3 separate regions of the Sus scrofa genome follow, and all the other regions are linked to region 3. The links are chromatin contacts, called in public HiChIP or PLAC-seq and promoter capture Hi-C maps. All regions are on one chromosome and are shown on one strand. Each heading gives the region's core, a stretch centred on a gene start, on an enhancer-like site or on the middle of the called end of the contact. The rest is flanking DNA. Distances are from core to core; before and after follow the strand shown. Region 1 holds the start of CCDC157 (coiled-coil domain-containing protein 157). Region 2 holds the start of OSM (oncostatin-M). Region 3 holds the start of AP1B1 (AP-1 complex subunit beta-1).

What was found. Promoter capture Hi-C pulls out the DNA fragments that hold promoters and counts their contacts. HiChIP or PLAC-seq counts read pairs in DNA pulled down with a chosen protein or histone mark.
Region 1: a contact with region 3 is called in a promoter capture Hi-C map of liver, with 6 times the contacts expected there. The contact joins the promoter of CCDC157 here to the promoter of AP1B1 in region 3. A contact is called at or near these places in 1 of 5 promoter capture datasets (liver) and 1 of 2 datasets of contacts at active chromatin or transcription factors (skeletal muscle).
Region 2: an H3K27ac HiChIP or PLAC-seq map of alveolar macrophages shows a contact between it and region 3. The contact joins the promoter of OSM here to the promoter of AP1B1 in region 3. A contact is called at or near these places in 1 of 5 promoter capture datasets (fetal liver), 1 of 47 Hi-C or Micro-C datasets (embryonic fibroblasts) and 1 of 2 datasets of contacts at active chromatin or transcription factors (alveolar macrophages).

The regions. Positions count from the first base shown.
Region 1 is chr14:47,334,141-47,336,840 of Sscrofa11.1, forward strand. It overlaps CCDC157 (coiled-coil domain-containing protein 157), which reads left to right and starts at 1,360. Exons shown (of 14, transcript XM_021074347.1): 1 at 1,360-1,492. It overlaps SF3A1 (splicing factor 3A subunit 1), which reads right to left and starts at 1,308. Exons shown (of 16, transcript XM_003483452.4): 1 at 1,085-1,308. The coding sequence starts at 1,147.
Region 2 is chr14:47,245,545-47,248,244 of Sscrofa11.1, forward strand. It overlaps OSM (oncostatin-M), which reads right to left and starts at 1,292. Exons shown (of 3, transcript XM_001929161.4): 1 at 1,145-1,292. The coding sequence starts at 1,178. LOC110256683 (a long non-coding RNA gene) reads left to right here and starts at 31. Exons shown (of 4, transcript XR_002338554.1): 1 at 31-425; 2 at 1,048-1,293; 3 at 1,365-1,487; 4 at 1,829-2,700.
Region 3 is chr14:46,518,760-46,521,459 of Sscrofa11.1, forward strand. AP1B1 (AP-1 complex subunit beta-1) reads right to left here and starts at 1,416. Exons shown (of 22, transcript XM_013990391.2): 1 at 1,248-1,416.

The DNA.
Region 1 (2,700 bases), core at 110-2,609, 820 kb after region 3:
TTCCCTTCCCAATCCCCTATATAGTGAATTACCAATTCATCCTTCTAAACACAATTTACCTCTCACTCCCATGGGCTTCATCTATCTTAATCTCTCCTCTATCCCACCAAAGCAATGTTGATCAGAATTAATGTCTCCTTTGCACTTGATACTTATATCACACTGCAATTATCTATACACATCTTTCCTCCTTAGCTGATTAAGATGTTTAAAGGCTGGCTGGAACTGTATCATTTAAGGTGATTGAGGCAATAAACACTTATTGAGTATTCACTTATATCTGTCTCCCCACTAGTTCCCTAAAGCAGGAGTTGTGCTTCATTCATTAAGGTAAAGACAAAGCCTGGTACAGTATCTAGCTTAAAGGAAGCACAAAGGAGATGCTGAGAATTTAACAAAGTGGCACCATGCAGGCTGGGAAATTAAGGATTCCTGTCAAAGGCTTGTGGGGGCCAGTGGGCCCAATTACTGCAGAAGACCAGTGGATGCGCTGGATTAGTGATTCTCAAACTTCAGTGAATCACCTTTGGGTCTTGTTACAATGCAGATTCTGGAGTTCCCATTGTGGCTCAGTGGTTAACGAATCTGACTAGCATACATGAGGACGCATGTTCGATCCCTGGCCCTGCTCAGCGGGTTAAGGATCCAGCGTTGCCTTGAGCTGTGGTAGAGGTTGCAGATGAGGACTGGATCCTGCCTTGCTGTGCCTGTGGTAAAGGCTTGCAGCTACAGGTCCGATTAGACCCCTAGCCTGGGAACGTCCATATGCCACGGGTGCGGCCCTAAAAAGCCAAAAAAAAAAAAATGCAGATTCTGATTTAGAAGAAGTGGAAACTCAGCATTTCTAATAAGCTCCCAGGCGATGCTACACTTTCCACGGACTACACTTTGAAAACCACTGTTCCAAGCAGGCTTGTTTCGCTACTAGAAGGCAGGCGGGAAGCGCGCTGCCTCCTGGGACTTGGAGTTCCTCCAAGCCCTCCTAAACGGCTGCTACTTCCTCCGCGAGTGAGAAGCGCCCGCGCCGGAGGGGAGGGCTCAGGCCTAGGCTCAGTTGCCGGTGGAGATGCGGGGGTGGCTGTACCTGTTTGGGCTCGGTGGCCGCGGGCGGCGGTGGAGGCACCGCCTGCACGGGTCCGGCGGGCATGACGGCGACGCTCAGGGCTGCCAGTCCGCCTGGGCGTAAGTGAGCAGTGAGGCGTCAAAGCGGTTTCCCCGCACGGACTATGACACAAGCCCGCAAGATGGCGGCGGCGACTCGCCTGTCGCCGCCGAGGGGAAGAGGCTGACGTACTTCCGGGCACGCCCATCCCCGTGACGTAATTTCCCGCCCCTCCCCTTACGGGAGCAGCCAGCTCCCGACGCTGTTGCCATGGCAGCGGTCGAGGAACCAGGCTAGGGTTTGCTGAGGCTCCCACAAGCTACAGTCGCTCCGGGGGGGCAGTTCCATGAGCGGAGCAGACACGGGCTGAGGCTGCGACTCCAGAGACTGGTGAGACGTTTTACATTCCCCTTCCGACGTCCTCTCACGCCCCCCACGGCCCTGGCCCCCCTCTCCTTTACCAGAGTATTCCTCTCCCTCTGACCCTCGCTTTCCAAGGCCCCCGCTCCCTCTCTTTGGCCTCCCATTTGGCCAAAACCTCGTCCCCCAGCCTCTTTTTGCTTCAGGCCACCACCTCCTTCCCAAATATCAATCCCTAATTCCCTCTGGTACTATTTCCCTCTGGTCTTGCCTTTTCCAGGTTCCACCCCTGCCTTCCATAGTTAGGCCTTGAAATTCCGTGGACTAGCTCAAATCTGGCCGCCTTCTTTAGGCTCAACCTCTCACGCCCGGAGGTTTGTGCCTGTGAAATCTCTTCCCTCACTCCCCACTCCTCCCTCCGTCACTTCCAATCCCGCCCTTTTCGCTTCCTTTCCTGAGACCCTCTCTTCCCTCTTAACTCTGTAATGTGGCTCTCTCTGAACCCTTGCTTTCAATTTCTTCACCTATGAAATGGGGGAGTGATAGGAAAGGATACCCTCCCAATTCTCCTCCCCGCCTTTCTTCCTTATTTACACACCATAGTTGGTTTATGTCATTGTTATTATTAATGTAGAATGATAATGTTTGCTAGGGCTTTTTGAACATATACCATGGGTCAGACCCTGTGCCCAACACTACATGCATTACATTACATTACATTATTTCTTTCTTTCTTTCTTTTTTTTTTTTTTTTTTTTTTTGTCTTTTTGCCTTTTCTAGGGCCACTCCCATAGCATATGGAGGTTCCCAGGCTAGGGGTCTAATCAGAGCTGTAGCCACTGGCCTACACCAGAGCCACAGCAACGAGGGATCCGAGCCGCGTCTGCAACCTACACCACAGCTCATGGCAACACCAGATTCTTAACCCACTGAGCAAGGCCAGGGATCAAACCTGCAACCTCATGGTTCTTATTCAGATTACTCCTACATTACTTTATTTCTTATAGCAACTTATTTATGGATGAGGACAGTGAGGTTCACATCCTCAATTCACATAGCACAGTACGAATCCAAACCCAGGCCATTCTTACTCCTCTGCAAGTGCAATCAGTTACTTCTTTGTCTACACTGGAATTCCTTCAGTATCTCCTGGGACCCGGGCAGTTAGCAATCCTGAGTCAGACTGACACTGCCACATAAATGGTTTTAGAGTTTCCAAGGGTACACTGGCCAGGAAG
Region 2 (2,700 bases), core at 42-2,541, 730 kb after region 3:
TCTGAAGCTTCCATCTGGAAAGGATGAGTGAGGCCTTCTAGTCCAGGCCCCCATTTTACTAAAAACAAAGGCACTGAAGGAGAAGGGCTTGCTCAGGTCACCCAAGGCCAGCGCATCCGCTGACCTCTCACACCTCTCTCCTCTCCCCCTAAGTGGCCACTTCTGTCAGGCCCACCAGGGATGCTGTGAGCCAGAATATTCTGGGGGGCGGGTAATTACGGCTCCCCCCACCTCCCCCGACCCACCCACTGAGCCCTGGCAGCCACGTGGTCGGAAGGGCCTGTGGCGCAATGGCCCGGAAGGCAGTGACACCACTTCCCTTCCTAAGAACTGTGGCCCCTTGGGGAAGATGCTGCTAGGAGACTGAGGGGCTAGGTCCCCAGGCACGGCGACCACAAGACACCCCTCGCCACCCTCCCCCCCAGGTATCTGCTGCTGGGCTCGGGCAGGGCGGCTGATGTGAGCAGAGTGCGCGTGGGAGCAGGGTGTCTGCATGGGTGTGTGTCTGGGTCTGTGTGAGGCTCGAGGGAACAGCTGGGCCGTTTTGTCCCATCCACCACAGGGGCCCCGGGGCTGCATGCGGGGGTTCCCAGATTGGTGAGATTGAGGGCTCCGGAAGACATCACGTGGCTCTGTGTGTCTGTCACCCTGTGGGTGTGGCTATATGTGCTGTGTGATTGTGTGGGCTCCAGGGCCCCCGGGGCCTGGCCGATAGTGACCATCCATCCCAGAGCCTGTGAATTGGGGCCAGAAGGAAGCCCCGCAGCCCTTCCAGACAATACACCACAGTCCTGCTCAGCTTCTGCAGCTTCCTCCACTGCCCCAGCACTTCTCCCACCTCCCTCCTGCTTCCCTAGCTTCTCCCGCTGTGATCCCCTTCCCTCATAACCCTTGCTCCCAGAGTCGACTCTATATCACCTACCCCTGGAAGTCCTCCAGGGATACCCTTCTCCACCCTGTGAAGATGCTGTGTTCTCAGTGGACCCCTCTCTTTGCCTGATCCTCTGGCTCTTTCCCTTTCTTAGCATCTTTCTGCCCCGTGTCCAGCCTCCCCAGTTCCCAGAGGACAGCAGCTGGCCCTGCTCCCCACTGGCGCCCATGAGCACAGCAAGCAGGTCCCGGCGGGAAGGAAGGAAGTACTCACTGAGCAGTGTCCTCCGAATACACTGTGCCCGCATGCTGGGTGACCGAGCTCCGGCCTGTGCCTGCTGGGGGTGACACCTCCCGGCTGGGAGCCCTGCGGGCTGGCAGCCACTTTATGCCCGCCGGGGTGATTGGCCAACACCTCGTGAGGTGGGTGGGGAGGGGGAGGGGGGAGGGCAGGCCTTCTGGGAACATGACCCCAAAAACCAAAGTTTCCACAGGCGGCCAATGGGCGCTGGGCGCGGTGGCATGCCTGCTCCTCCTCCTGTTTTCTTCGAATTCGTTCTTCGAGGTCAGCCCCACGCCCAAGGATGATGCAAACCGCAGCCTCAGCCTTTTATGGGGTGAGCAGGGAGCAAGGGGGTCCATGCCCACTGTAGGAGGCTGTGCCCGGGATGGAGGGGAGAGTCCACCAGCAGGCCCCTGGAGGGCCTGATGCAAAGTCCCGGCTCGGGAGCCTTCAGCCTCACAGGCCACTGTGGTTTGGGGCTGAGGGGAGCGAGACATCTTCCTTCTTGAGTGCCCTTCCCGCCCTCCCGCCAGGGCTGTTGGGACATCTGTGAGCGGAAACCACCGGGCTCTGGGCAAAGAGCCAGACCCAGGCTGGCAGCCCCGAGATTGTGGTTATGGCCCCAGGACCTGCATCCCCCAGCAGGACTCCCAGCCACCTCCTCTCCCCCAACAGGCACCCTGCACACAACCAGCCATCCCCAGACCATCGCCCACAACAGGCCCCTTCTCCACAGACAGGACCCTCTGGGGAGAACCAGGCACTTGGAGCAAGAGAAACAGGAGATCAGGTTCAAGCCCACTGACATGCTGTGAGATCCAAGGCAAGTCGCTTAACTTCTCTGGGCCTTCGAGACCCCCACCATCCCCGCCACCTGTAAAATGAGGATTTGAAAAGCATTTCCTGGCCACCTCACAGGGCTGCTGCCATCATGGACATAAAAGGCAAGAGCCCTTTGAAGGCAAAAGGAAAGATGAAAGTCTGATTCCAAGTACGAGCTGTCGGGAGGCGGGGTGGGGGGCGGAGGAGATGGGGAAGCTGTGAGCTCAGAGGGGAAGCCAGAGAAGGGGAGTCGCCGCGGTGACGGTTGGGGACCAGGTTTCACTTTCTCTGAAAGATAGTGATCTTGGGTTGGTCCTCTGCTTCTTGCAGGCGTCAGAATGAAGGGGCCCTGGAGACAGCGCCTCCAGAGGCAGCCTGCTGCTTCACTGGAGGATACACTGAGGCCAGAGAGGGCAGATGACGGGGCAGAGGGCTGGCACACCGTGCCTGCAGCTTCAGCACGTCCACCGGACCTAGACGAGGGTCTTAGCCTGTGCCCAAGGAGTTCTGTGGGGAACAGGGTATCAAAGGCTGAGGAGCCAGGCTGGGGTCCCTGGGGGCGACCGGTGAGGCCTGCACTAGGAAAGCCAAAGTGGCTGGAAGAAGAGACAGGCACCCTCCCACCATCCCCACCCCAGCACCAGTCATCACCATGAAGGCTGTTCCCACCAGCTCTCCCCCTGCAGACACACCCACGCAGTCATTTATGCCATCAACAAACTTGT
Region 3 (2,700 bases), core at 166-2,665:
GTTCAGAATCACAGAGCCTAGTGCTCTGGTGATGAAACCATCTCACCATCTTTCAGGCAAGATGTGCACTTTCTAGCCAAGAAGTCAGGGGACCTGCATTTTTCTTAGAGAGACACAGACCTTTCCCTTGGGAATATTCTTCAAGAACCCAGGGCCAAAAGATTCCTCTAAGGGGTCATGTAGTTCCTCTTTACTCCAAAAAGAATGCAGCTCAACCACTCTCAAGGGAGGTTCTGGATATTATTAAATTAGTTTCATCCATAGCCTATCTGATGTCTCACAGTACCCAATAGTCAGGAAAAACTCTTGCCCTGAAAAGCAACGACCTGCAAAACTGTTTCATCCTAAATAAAGTGAATCAAATGCTCCTTATGAAGGTTAGACAAGAAGCAATAAGGCTACATCTTTATATAGATGCAAGTAAATATAATGGCAGCTAAAGATATTAAATAGCTCCTACACTCCAATCTTGCTCCAGCCTCTCTTTGGTCTCTGCACTTTGCACGTTCCTGAGAACCTGGGTAGAAATTCTGACTCTTGCCTACACCACCCGATTGACCTTACAGGTGTGACTTAACCTCTCTGTGCATTTTACTCGGAGGTGAAATGGAGATAACAACAGCAGCTACCTCACAAAGGTTGCTGGGAAATTTAAATGCTGCATTACGAGTACTTAACATAATGCCTGGTACACAGTAAGAGCTCAATTAATCAGCAGCTAGCATTTTATCAGTAGTTTTGGCATTTATTACAGGTGTCCCCAGTTAACTTGTTGGTGAGGCGCCTAAGTACAGACCAAACCCAACCCTACCCCAGAGCAGGCAGCGCGGGCTGCTCCTTAATTTATTTTTATTTTTTTTTCTTTTCAAACCTTGGCAAAGAGATAAGGCCCTGAACGAGGAGGAAGACTCAGGCTGGCCATGGGGGTAAGAATGCAGAGGGAACCAGGACCCGAAGAGAAGTTTCCTGTTTGGCCAAGCGCAGGCTCCCTGGGGCCTAAGTCTAGGAGTCTCTCCAGGAGGGCGCCCCCAGAGGGACTGCGGACCTGGGGTGGAGGCGGGAGGCCAAGCGGCCGAGAATGAATGAACCCGCAGCCCTTCTGCCTCAACGCGGCCTGGGAAGCCACTCTAGCTCCTCTAGCGCCTCGTCCTCTCCGTGACCTCTGACCCCACAAACCCCTCACCTCAGACCCCCCGACTCCCTGCCCCATCTCTTCTCCGGCCTCGCCGGGCTCCCCGCCTCCTCACCCGCAGGTCCAAACGGCTCCCGGCGCCACGGCGCGGCTCCACTCTGCAGTAAAACGTCCGCGGCCTTGTCGTCCCACTCTCCCGGTGCGTCCGTGCCGCCAGCCGCTCCGAGCCCCGCGGCTGTCACCTGCCGGGCGGAAGTGAGCTGCCCGCGCTCGGGCACTTCCGGTGGACGCAGGGCCTGGGGGCGGGGTCAAGGGTTCAACCCGGGCGGGGGTGGGGCCCGTGAGGGCGTGGCCAGGAGGGCGGGGCCGGCGGGAATTAACCCTCCTCCGACATGTCGTTCTCAGCCACTGTAGAGCCAGAGAAAGATTAGACAGATAAGCCGTTACGTAGTTTAACATGATGAAGATGGAAAAGGTCGTTACAGACGGGTAAACTAGACTCTGAGAGGGGCAAGTTTTGCTCAAGATCGCTTACTTTATGAAGGAATTCCGCGTTGTAAGAGAAAACCTTAGACCTTCCAAGGAGAGCTTAATGATGTCCCATCCTCCTTTTGGCTGGGTTAATCAGGACTTCAGTTGCTATAGCAATCTCACTCCCAACTCTGGTATTATTAAACTTTCTCCTCCTGGATAATTTCTTTCTTTCTTTTTTTTTTTTTTTTTTTTTTACCGCTGCACTTAGGGCATATGGAAATTCCTGGACTAGGGGTCTAATCGGAGCTGCAGCTGTGGCCTGTGCTGCAGCCATAGCAACACCAGATCCGAGTGGCATCTGCAACCAATGCCGCAGCTTCTGGCAATGCCAGATCCTTAACCTACTGAGCTAGGCCACGGATAGAACCAGAATCCTCATGAATACTAGTTGGGTTCTTAACCTGCTGAGCCACAATGGGAATTCCATCTGATTATCCTCATTAAAATATTAATTAATCATTACTCTTTAAAAATGTTTACTGGACAAATATTTGCATTGTAGAGAAACGGAAATATACTAGTAAGCAAAAGGAGAGAAATCATCTGCAATCCCATTTCCGGAGACAATCATTTCTTAAAATTAAAGTATAGTTGATTTACAATATTGTGCCAATTTCTGCTGTACACTCATTCTTAATATTTTGGTGAATATCCTTCCAGACTCAACACATCATTTGGTATTTTTACCTCACCAAGATATTGGTAAAAGTCTTCTAAAGCAAGAAATATATTTAGAGTTTTTTTTTTTTTTTTTTAACTTTTAGGGCTGCACCCTCAGTATATGGAGGTTCCCAGGTTAAGGGTAGAATCCAAGCTACAGCTGCTGGCCTACACCACAGCCGCAGCAACGCAGGATCCTTAACCCACTGAGTGAGGCCAGGGATCGAACCCGCAACATCACTGCTCCTAGGCGGATTCGTTTCCACTGCTCCATGACAGGAACTCCAAGAAATACATTTTTGTTTGGTGCTTTCCAACACCTGCGATTCTATTGTATGGACGGCATCACTGTTTTCAAAAACAAACCTCTACAG